2 separate regions of the Macaca mulatta genome follow, and region 2 is linked to region 1. Evidence: chromatin contacts called from public Hi-C data. All regions are on one chromosome and are shown on one strand. Each heading gives the region's core, a stretch centred on a gene start, on an enhancer-like site or on the middle of the called end of the contact. The rest is flanking DNA. Distances are from core to core; before and after follow the strand shown.

What was found. A called contact is a pair of places that touch in the nucleus more often than the background predicts.
Region 2: a contact with region 1 is called in a Hi-C map of liver, with 4 times the contacts expected there. The contact joins the promoter of NXN here to the promoter of MRM3 in region 1. A contact is called at or near these places in 6 of 14 Hi-C or Micro-C datasets (CD4 T cells, blood, fetal cortex germinal zone and 3 more).

What each region holds. Positions count from the first base shown.
Region 1 is chr16:2,323,404-2,328,264 of T2T-MMU8v2.0, reverse strand. MRM3 (mitochondrial rRNA methyltransferase 3) reads right to left here and starts at 2,129. Exons shown (of 3, transcript XM_077969734.1): 1 at 1,809-2,129. GLOD4 (glyoxalase domain containing 4) reads left to right here and starts at 2,203. Exons shown (of 9, transcript NM_001265952.1): 1 at 2,203-2,334. The coding sequence starts at 2,245.
Region 2 is chr16:2,518,994-2,523,854 of T2T-MMU8v2.0, reverse strand. NXN (nucleoredoxin) reads left to right here and starts at 2,849. Exons shown (of 8, transcript XM_015118170.3): 1 at 2,849-3,324. The coding sequence starts at 2,965.

The DNA.
Region 1 (4,861 bases), core at 880-3,379:
GAAAAACTTATCTTCTCATATTTAGACCAAAGACTTTGTAATTGCTAATCGACATTAAGTAAGATTAAGTTAGATTCAGCCAAATGAAGAAACAGACTAGAAGACAAGGTTCTCCGTTTATTGGGCTAAACAGGGCAGTATATTATGGCTTATACCTCACTTCTTAGATCTGCTTCTAGAATAAGGAATTTATTAACAGTGATCACCACATCAGCAGAGTTTTTGCAGAAATGAAGGGCTAACTCTTTTAGTAAACATTTTCTTAAGTTTTAATCTGACATAAAAAGTTGAAGACGTAATCTAAAAAATACAAGGTTTGAGGAATAGTGGTTCTTCCTAGAGATTATAAAGAGCCACAACACAAATGATAGTGAAAAACGGGTTTCAATTTCCATTGAAAATATTCTAAAATACACAGGTTTGAGAATTATGTTTTTCTTTTTTTTTTTTTTTTTTGAGACGGAGTCTCGCTCTGTCACCCAGGCTGGAGTGCAGTGGCCGGATCTCAGCTCACTGCAAGCTCCGCCTCCCGGGTTCACGCCATTCTCCTGCCTCAGCCTCCCAAGTAGCTGGGACTACAGGCGCCCGCCACCTCGCCCGGCTAAGTTTTTTTTTGTATTTTTAGTAGAGACGGGGTTTCACTGTGTTAGCCAGGATGGTCTCGATCTCCTGACCTCGTGATCCGCCCGTCTCGGCCTCCCAAAGTGCTGGGATTACAGGCTTGAGCCACCGCGCCCGGCCGAGAATTATGTTTTTCTAATTGTAACATTTTGAATTTCATTTCAATGAAATCTGCTGTCCTAAGACAAGTATGAGAAATTAATCCTAGGTCTCCACACCTTAAGATACACTGTGTAAGGCTGGGCACAGTGGCTCATGCTTTAATGCCAGCACATTAGGAGGCAGAGGCAGGAGGATCACCTGAGGTCAGGAGTTCGACACCAGCCTGGCCAACATGGTGAAACCCCATCTCTACTAAAAATACAAAAATTAGCCAGGCGTGGTGGTGCATGCCCGTAGTCTCAGCTACTCGGGAGGCTGAGGCAGGAGAATCCCTTGAACCTGAGAGGCGAAGGTTGCAGTGGGCCGAGATTGCGCCATTGCACTCCAGCCTGGGTGACAGAGCAAGACAAAAAAAAAAAAAAAAAAAGATACACTGTGTAATAATCACTGACCCATTATTCCTTGTGGTGTTACGAGGTCGGACCAATCCTTGATATCCTCAAATTTCACCTTAATGAGGCTGACACCTTTCAGCTTATCGACTGGCAGCTCCTTTAGGTATTCTAGACGGCTAAAGAAGAACATTTTTGGCACAGCTCCAGCCTTGAGAGCGTCTGTAATGAGCCTGCGACCTTCCAGCAGGATCTTCCCTTGTTTTTCCCGAAACGGCCTGGACTTTACTATTGTCATTACACTGCTGTAGATGGAAATAAAAAAACAGGTAACTATCAACATCCTTGTTACTAAGACACGCTTAGTTGTAACAGAAATAAAGAGCCAAGGAGAGGGCCGGGCGCGGTGGCTCACGCCTGTCATTCCAGCACTTTGGGAGGCCGAGGCGGGCGGATCACCTGAGGTCAGGAGTTCGAGACCAGGCTGACCAACATGGTGAAACAAAAACAACAACAAAGAGCTGAGGGGAAACAGAAGCTAATTCCAAAGACACTATTCGGCCCTCTGTGCATAATACAAAAGCCAGCGGGCTGTACTGGAAGAAGTCCTCCATCCGGAGAAGGAGGTTAAGGCTCCGCTGTGAGGCGGGAAGGGAAACGAGAACATTCGACAGGCTTCAAGACCCACATCACCTCAGCCTCCTGTCCCCGGGATAAGCTTTATCGTAGCGAAGCCCAGACTCTTGCCAGGTGCTGGGAGCGTGGGATGTGGACTCCTCAAGCGGTGATTTCTCTCGTTGCTCCTGGGCACTGGCCTCAGATGCTGCCTTGCGTGGCTGCTTCCCGGGAGCGCGCTTCCGTTCCACCACCTCTCCGGAAGGAAACACCACTTTCACTGCGCTCCGCCGCAGCGCCCGGACCCAGCGCCTCGCGTCAAGGTCCCAAGCCTGCACCACCTGCAGCAGCGGCCGCACGACAAACCTCGAGCGTCTCACCAGCGCCGCCATCTTCTCTGAGACCCGGGCTGCGTCACCAAGGCGCGCCGTCGGCGGCCAGTGACGTCACGGCCCGGGGCGCCCGTCGTGGGCGGGGCGGTACCGTGCGCGTGACGGCTGCGTGCGCGGGAGTCATGGCTGCTCGCAGAGCTCTGCACTTCGTGTTCAAAGTGGGAAACCGCTTCCAGACGGCGCGTTTCTATCGGGACGTCCTGGGGATGAAGGTGCAGGCCGGGTTCGACTGGGGCTGGCGCGCGAGGCGGGAACGGGCCCCCGAGCCGGCCCTGGCGGAGGGAGGGGAAGATGGGTGTGTCGTGAACCTCAGCCGGAGGGTGCCCGACCTTGGGCCCTGCGCGGAGTTCAGCTTCGGGAGCGGCGAGTTGCCGGTGGGGATCATAGGCCTTGGAGAGGGGCCTAACGCGATTAGTCCCCGCGGTGTGCCCAGCACGTCCTTTCGTTTAAGTCACTCGTAGATGTTTATTGAGCCCCGCCCTTGTGGAGCTTACTGTCTACCGGAAAAGACGGTAAATACACAAAATGACATATAATGCTTTCCAGTTAATATTTGTCTTTTCCGGTTTGGAGCCTTTGATGTAGGTAAAACCAGCATATTCAGAGTTCTGCTTCTGTCAGGGCTGGTCGGAGTGGCTCCACTCGGGTACTCAGTCTCTGAATCTGGGCTCCAACTCGCAACCCATCCCCTTTGCAACAGCACCCACAAGCAGTCTCTCCCCGGTCCTGAGAAGCTGTTACTGCAGGACTCGGTTGGGGAACTGGGTTTGGGGGACCTCCTTCGATAAGCCGGGGAGGTAGGGAGCACACCAGTAAGGAAGACTTGAAAGGTGCAAGAGGGCGGTTTAGTGTGGAGACGGTGCGGCAGACGGGGGTCTGAATTCGTCAGATCATTTTTAAAATATCTGCTGTTTTGCCGGGCGCAGTGGCTCACGCCTGTAATCCCAGCACTTTGGGAGGCTGAGGCGGGCGGATCACGAGGTCAGGGGATTGAGACCATCCTGGCTAACACGGTGAAACCCTGTCTCTACTAAAAATACAAAACATTAGCCGGGCAAGGTGGTGGGTGCCTGTAGTTCCAGCTACTTGGGAGGCTGAGGCAGGAGAATGGCGTGAACCCTGGAGACGGAGCTTGCAGTGAGCCGAGATCGCGCCACTGCACTCCAGCCTGGGTGACAGAGCGAGACTCCGTCTGCTATTTTTAGGGTACTACATTGAGTTTTGGCAACAAAGGTTCAAATGACCCTGATGGATACTCTCCATTAGAGCTCATGGCCTGGGTTGGGGTGGGAGTTGGAACTGGATTTGTACGTAGGTGATGGTAATGGAAGTCAGAATTTGATAGTGAAAAACCACAAAACTTTCGATAGCAGAAACCACAGAGCTGTCCCTTGTTAGTATTTCTTCGTTGATCCAAAGGTTGCTGTAAAGACTAAACATGTGCCGGGCGCGGTGCCTCACACCTGTAATCCCAGCACTTTGGGAGGCCGAGGCGCGCATCGCTGGAGGTCAGGAGTTGGACACCAGCGTGGCCAACATGGTGAAACCTTGTCTCTACTAAAAATACAAAAATTACCTGGGCGTGGTGGCGCACACCTGTAATCCCAGCTACTCAGGAGGCTGAGGCAGGAGAATTGCTTGTACCTGGGAGGCAGAGGTTGCAGTGAGCCGAGATCGCGCCATTGTATTCCAGCCTGGGCGACAAAAGCAAAACTCCCTCTCAAAAAAAAAAAAGATTAAACACCTTATTATATGTATAGTATTTAACATATAGATGATAGTACATTATGTAAGTATTAGCAACTATTATGAAAATACAAAAGGAGAGGTTTTTCCAACCTGGGTGATGAGGAAATAATTCCTGTAGACCTTGTATTTGAGTTGACTTTTTTTTTTTTGGGACAGAGTCTCGCTCTGCCACCCAGGCTGGAGTGTAGTGGCGTGATCTCCGCCTCCGGAGTTCATGCCATTCTCCTGCCTCAGCCTCCCCAGTAGGTGGGACCACAGGCAGCCGCCACCTCTCCTGGCTCATTTTTTTTTTTTTTTCGTATTTTTAGTAGAGACGGGGTTTCACCATGTTAGCCAGGATTCGAGTTGACTTCTAAAGTTGGGATATCCACAGATAGATTAGAGGGGGAGCTACATAGTAACACTAAAGAGCCAGTGCAGTGATGTTACATGTTTGCGAAGCCACTGGTTTTATGTGCCTTTAGTTGAGGTTGCTTAGTTGAAGTTGAGGAGATGGGATATCAGGATGGACAGGTCGGCATTGCTTCTAATAGTATCTTGAATGCTATGCTAAATAATTTGGATTTTATGCTTCAGTAAGAAGGGAGCTCACTTACGTTCTTTTTTTTTTTTTTTTTTTTTTTTTTGAGACAGAGTCTTGCTCTGTCGCCCAGGCTGGAGTGCAGTGGCTGGATCTCAGCTCACTGCAAGCTCCGCCTTCTGGGTTTACGCCATTCTCCTGCCTCAGCCTCCCGAGTAGCTGGGACTACAGGCGCCGCCACCTCGCCCGGCTAGTTTTTTGTGTTTTTTAGTAGAGACGGGGTTTCACCGTGTTAGCCAGGATGGTCTCGATCTCCTGACCTCGTGATCCGCCCGTCTCGGCCTCCCAAAGTGCTGGGATTACAGGCTTGAGCCACCGCGCCTGGCCTCACTTACGTTCTTAAACAGGGCAGTGATGGGATCAGAGCTGTGTGCTTTAGATGTGTACTTTTATGGTGGTATTAAGGAAGG
Region 2 (4,861 bases), core at 1,600-4,099, 190 kb before region 1:
AGGACTCTAACACTCTTTCAATAGTGCCTAACCCATGTACCCAATGCATAGGCTTTTCAGATAGGATTTGGATAAGATGATAAAACACTGTAACCATTTACAGGATTTTAAATGATGTCTAGTAACTTTATATATATATATAAATATATTAAAAATATATAAATATATAAAAAATATAAATATAAATATATACAAATATATATAAATATATAACAAATATATAAATATGTATATAACATATATATGTTAGATGGAGTCTTGCTCCGTTTCCCAGCTGGAGTGCAGTGGCGTGATTTCCGCTCACTGCAAACTCCACCTCCTGGGTTCACGCCATTCTCCTGCCTCAGCTTCCTGAGTAGCTGGGACTACAGGCGCCCGCTACCATGCCCGGCTAATTTTTTGTATTTTTAGTAGAGACGGGGTTTCACCGTGTTAGCCAGGATGGTCTCGATCTCCTGACCTCGTGATCTGCCCACCTCGGCCTCCCAGAGTGCTGGGATTACAGGCGTGAGCCACCACGCCCGGCCTAATAACTTAATATATATGATACGAGTAGCTTTAAATGTTTTCACCAAGGCTGGGCGGTGGCTTATGCCTGTAATCCCAGCACTTTGGGAGGCTGAGGCGGGCGGATCACTTCAGGCCAGGAGTTTGAGACCAGCCTGGCCAATATGGTGAAAACCCTGTCTCTATTAAAAATACAAAAAATTAGTCGGTGCATGTCAGTAATCAGAGCTACTTGGGAGGTGGTGCATGCCTGTAATCCCAGCTACTTGGGAGGCTGAGGCAGGAGAATCACTTGAATCCGGTAGGTGGAGGTTGCAGTAAGCTGAGATCGTGCCACTGCACTCCAGCCTGGGCAACAGAGTAAGACTCTGTCTCCAAAAAAAAAAAAAAAAAAAAAAAAAAAAAAAAAAAAAAAGATTTCACTAAAAAGTGATGCTGTGTGTGTTTTAGAATAATATTGTCCCTAGAGTGGCACGTACTTTCAGCATGACAGTCTCCTAAGAATTAAGGTGGAATTCGACTTTACAGTAGGATTCTAGCGTGCTGGAAGGCGGTCCTCCATCTAAGATCTTACCTGTGTCATGAGCAATACTATCAGGTGACTAAGGAAGTGGATATAACTGGTAGAGACACCAATCCACTTTCTGCTCTCATCTGCACCTCTCCCACCTGTTTTATATGGTAACATTTCACCGAGCTGAAACCCTGCACCATTCCTTCTTCTACCCTAGAAAAACGGAGAACCTTCGATGTGAACGCATATGTTTTGTGCCAAAAGCTTGAAGTTATATTCTGAGGTTTAAATTAGCTCCCGCAAAGCGTCCTGTCATTTGTATATGTGGAAAGCTGCTGTAAAATAAAAGCATTGTGCCTGGTGTCCCGGCAGTGTCTTTTCACAGATGGAGTTTGTTCGGCCTCATTTTTCACTCTTTCCATTAGGTGGCGATGGATACCCGGGAAATACTCTCCAAAGCGCGGTGGAAGCTCTGAGGGGCGGGTTTTCAGCTTTTATTATTTTGCTTTCGCTGAGTCGTTAGTAGCTGATCCACACTGGCGGCCTGTTATTGTGGATGGGCTCGGATCTGCACCTGCTTCGTTCGCCTGTGGATTGGGTTGGGGGGAGGCGCTGGGTGGCCCGAGGACTCGCCACGGACCACCTGTTTTTTGTTTGTTTGTTTTGTTTTGCTTTGTTTTGAGACGGAGTCTCCATCTGTCCTCCAGGCTGGAGTGCAGTGGCGCCATCTCAGCTCACTGCGGCCTCCGCCTCCCGGGTTCAAGCGATTCTCCTGCCTCAGCCTCCCGAGTAGCTGGGATTACAGGTGTGCGCCACCACGCCCGGCTATTTTTTGTATTTTTAGTAGAGGCGGGGATTTCACCATATTGGCCAGGCTAGTCTCGAACTACTGACCTTGTGATCCACCCACCTTGGCCTCCCAAAGTGCTGGGATTACACCGCGCCCGGCCCAGACCACCTGTTTAATCCAGTTTCTCCCTAAGCATCGGGGAGTATCCTGCCAGCTGGCAGGGGAAAAAAAATCTCTCGAAATGTTCTCAACTATCCATAGACTTGCCATAAGGATGGAGCGGATTCAGGAGCGCGGCCAGCGTGGGTCTGGAGGCCCCGTGGCGTCCTCTGCATCCATTTGTGGGGCTGGAAGACAGATTCGCTGGGGGCAGTGGCCCTGGCGACCCCTGGACGGAAATCCCACACTGCGACCTGGCACCCTAACCGGACCCCACCAGAAGCGTCCTCGACCCCCTTAGAACAGCTTGAAACACACAGAAGAGTCAGTGTCCAGCCAGGCCCGGCCTGATGCAGTGAGCACGGCGGGTTCTAGAAGCATCTTAGGGTCAGTGGGGCCCGGAGCGGCCTAAGGGTCAGGCTTCGTGCAGGGAGAGGAGTGGGGAAAGGCCCGGGAGGAACAGGAAGGGGGTGAGGAGCTCCGCGGGGAGGGGGCGGGATCCCTGGAGAAGGTCTGGAGGGAATTTAGAATCCGGGAGTGGAGAGAAAATGCGGGCCGGGCTGCAGCCCGGGAAAGCGCTGGCTCAGCGGGTCCTTCTCCTTTCTTCACTTCAGCTTCGGGCTTTCCAGGGAGAGTGCAGCGTTTCGGGTCCGGCTTCTCACCCAAGCGGTGACCCCGCACACCGCGGCCGGCAGCTGCGGACCCCGCCTGGGCAGAGAGCTCGGGCCCGGCCGGCCGCAAAGGGGGCGTGGCGAGCGTGGAGGGGCGTGGCGAGAGCGGGCGGAGGGGGCGTGGCGAGAGCGGGCGGAGGGGGCGTGACGAGGGCCTCTGAGGGGGCGTGGCGCGGGCGGGCGGAGGGGGCGTGGCGTGGGCGGCCCTGGTGGGCGGGGCTCCGCTCCCCCAGCGCTCGCCGCCGCCGCCGCCGCCGCCTGCTGCCTCCGCGCGGACCGTGGAGCGGGGTCGCAGCCGCCCGACCGCCCTGCGGTGGGCCAGGATGTCGGGCTTCCTGGAGGAGCTGCTCGGCGAGAAGCTGGTGACGGGCGGCGGCGAGGAGGTGGACGTGCACTCGCTGGGCGCCCGCGGCATCTCGCTGCTGGGTCTCTACTTCGGCTGCAGCCTCAGCGCCCCCTGCGCGCAGCTCAGCGCCAGCCTGGCCGCCTTCTACGGGCGCCTGCGGGGGGACGCGGCGGCCGGGCCGGGGCCGGGGGCGGGGGCCGGGGCGGCGGCGGAGCCCGAGCCGCGGCGGCGCCTGGAGATCGTCTTCGTGTCCTCGGACCAGGACCAGCGGCAGTGGCAGGACTTCGTGCGGGACATGCCGTGGCTGGCGCTGCCCTACAAGGAGAAGCACAGGAAGGTGAGCGGCGCGGGCGTCGCCGGCCCCTGCCCGCCCACACCCCCTTACCCCTGCCCCCCCCACCCCCTTACCCTGCCCTCCCCCAAACCCGTTGTCCCCCTGCCCGCCCCCCGCCCCCCGCCCCACTGACTCCTGCACCCCCGTCCCCCAACCCACTGTCCTCTCCCCACCCCCCACCCCACTGCCCCCCCCCACCCCGCCGTCCCCTCCTCTGCCCCTCCCGCTCCGCGCTGAGCCCGCACCCCCATCCCAGGACCTCTCTCTGGCTCGGGTGCTGCGCTGCGCCCGGCCTGGAAAGTTGGACCCGCCTCGGCCCCTGGGACCCCGGCTCGAGCCCCTCCGTCCTTACGCGCCGGGAGCCTCGGGTGGGGGCGGCTGCGACCCCTTCACCCCCGAGCGGAGGCGCCGGGAGGGGCCCCTTCCTGCTTCCGCCGCCGACCCCCGTGGATTCCCACAGTGGGGAGGGGAGGGGAGGGCGCGCGCCCCCCGCCTGTGGTGCCCAAACCAGCACGTTTCCTTTCTTTCCGGGAGAAACCTGCTTTCCCCGGGGACCGGGGACCTGGGGGCCGAGGCCCAGGTCAGGAGAGGCGGCCGGTGACCGTGGCCGTGGCTGTGGCCGAGAAGGGCGCTCACGGCTCCGTCTCCCCCGCCCCAGGCCGAGTTCGCGGCCACCGGGGAGCTCTGCATTGTCTGGTGGTCCAGCCTCCTCCCCAGACGCCTCCCGGGCGCGGGAACAGCCCGGGCCGTGCAGAGCTCAGCTGCGTGGTGGCCCCTGTGGTCCCGGCGATCTTCGAATTGAGGGCTGAGCTGACCCCGTCGATGCACATTGACTGGAAGGAGGACTTGGGGAAATGGATACTTTGCTGTCAACTTCTCGTGCCTCCCAGTTTGCTGTCGAGATGAGTTTGGGTTTCTGAGTGTGTCCCTTGGGTGAGGATGTCTGTCTCTTATAATACGGCACATCCAGGACATTTTCTAATGAATGGAGTCAGAAAAAGTTTTGGAGCGCTGTTGCTTCGTGAGTGGATCTGATGCAACGTGTGAATCCAGCCCCCTTCCCTTTTTGAGGAAAGCCTGCTTCTGGAGTGGACAGAAGGGCTATTCTGGGGGCGTTTAGTTTCCTCTGGGGAGCATGGCGAGGCGTGCCACGTGTTCCTTTTATATGTACAGAATCTTGTTGAGAAGCATGATTTAGGTTTGGTGGGAGCAAAAGGCTTATACTGTGACCCCAAATGTCTTGAGTAAATCATCCATCCCAAAGCAGTGTGAGGTAGAGATTTGGGATTTAAAGTATGAAATACAGTTGATGCGATGCAGTTTGTAAATTTAACGTTGGGAAAACATAGGTTCACTAACCACTCAGAGGCAAGAGTTGGCATTTTTACCGCTTTTTAGGTTATTTTGCCCATTTTGATTGACATGCTTGATATAGTATGAATATGCATGGCCAGTACTTTTTGATTCAAAATACAAGAATCCTTTGTTTTCCTTGGTGGTGGTTTTTGTGATACGTTCGTGGAGAAATAATGTTCAGAAA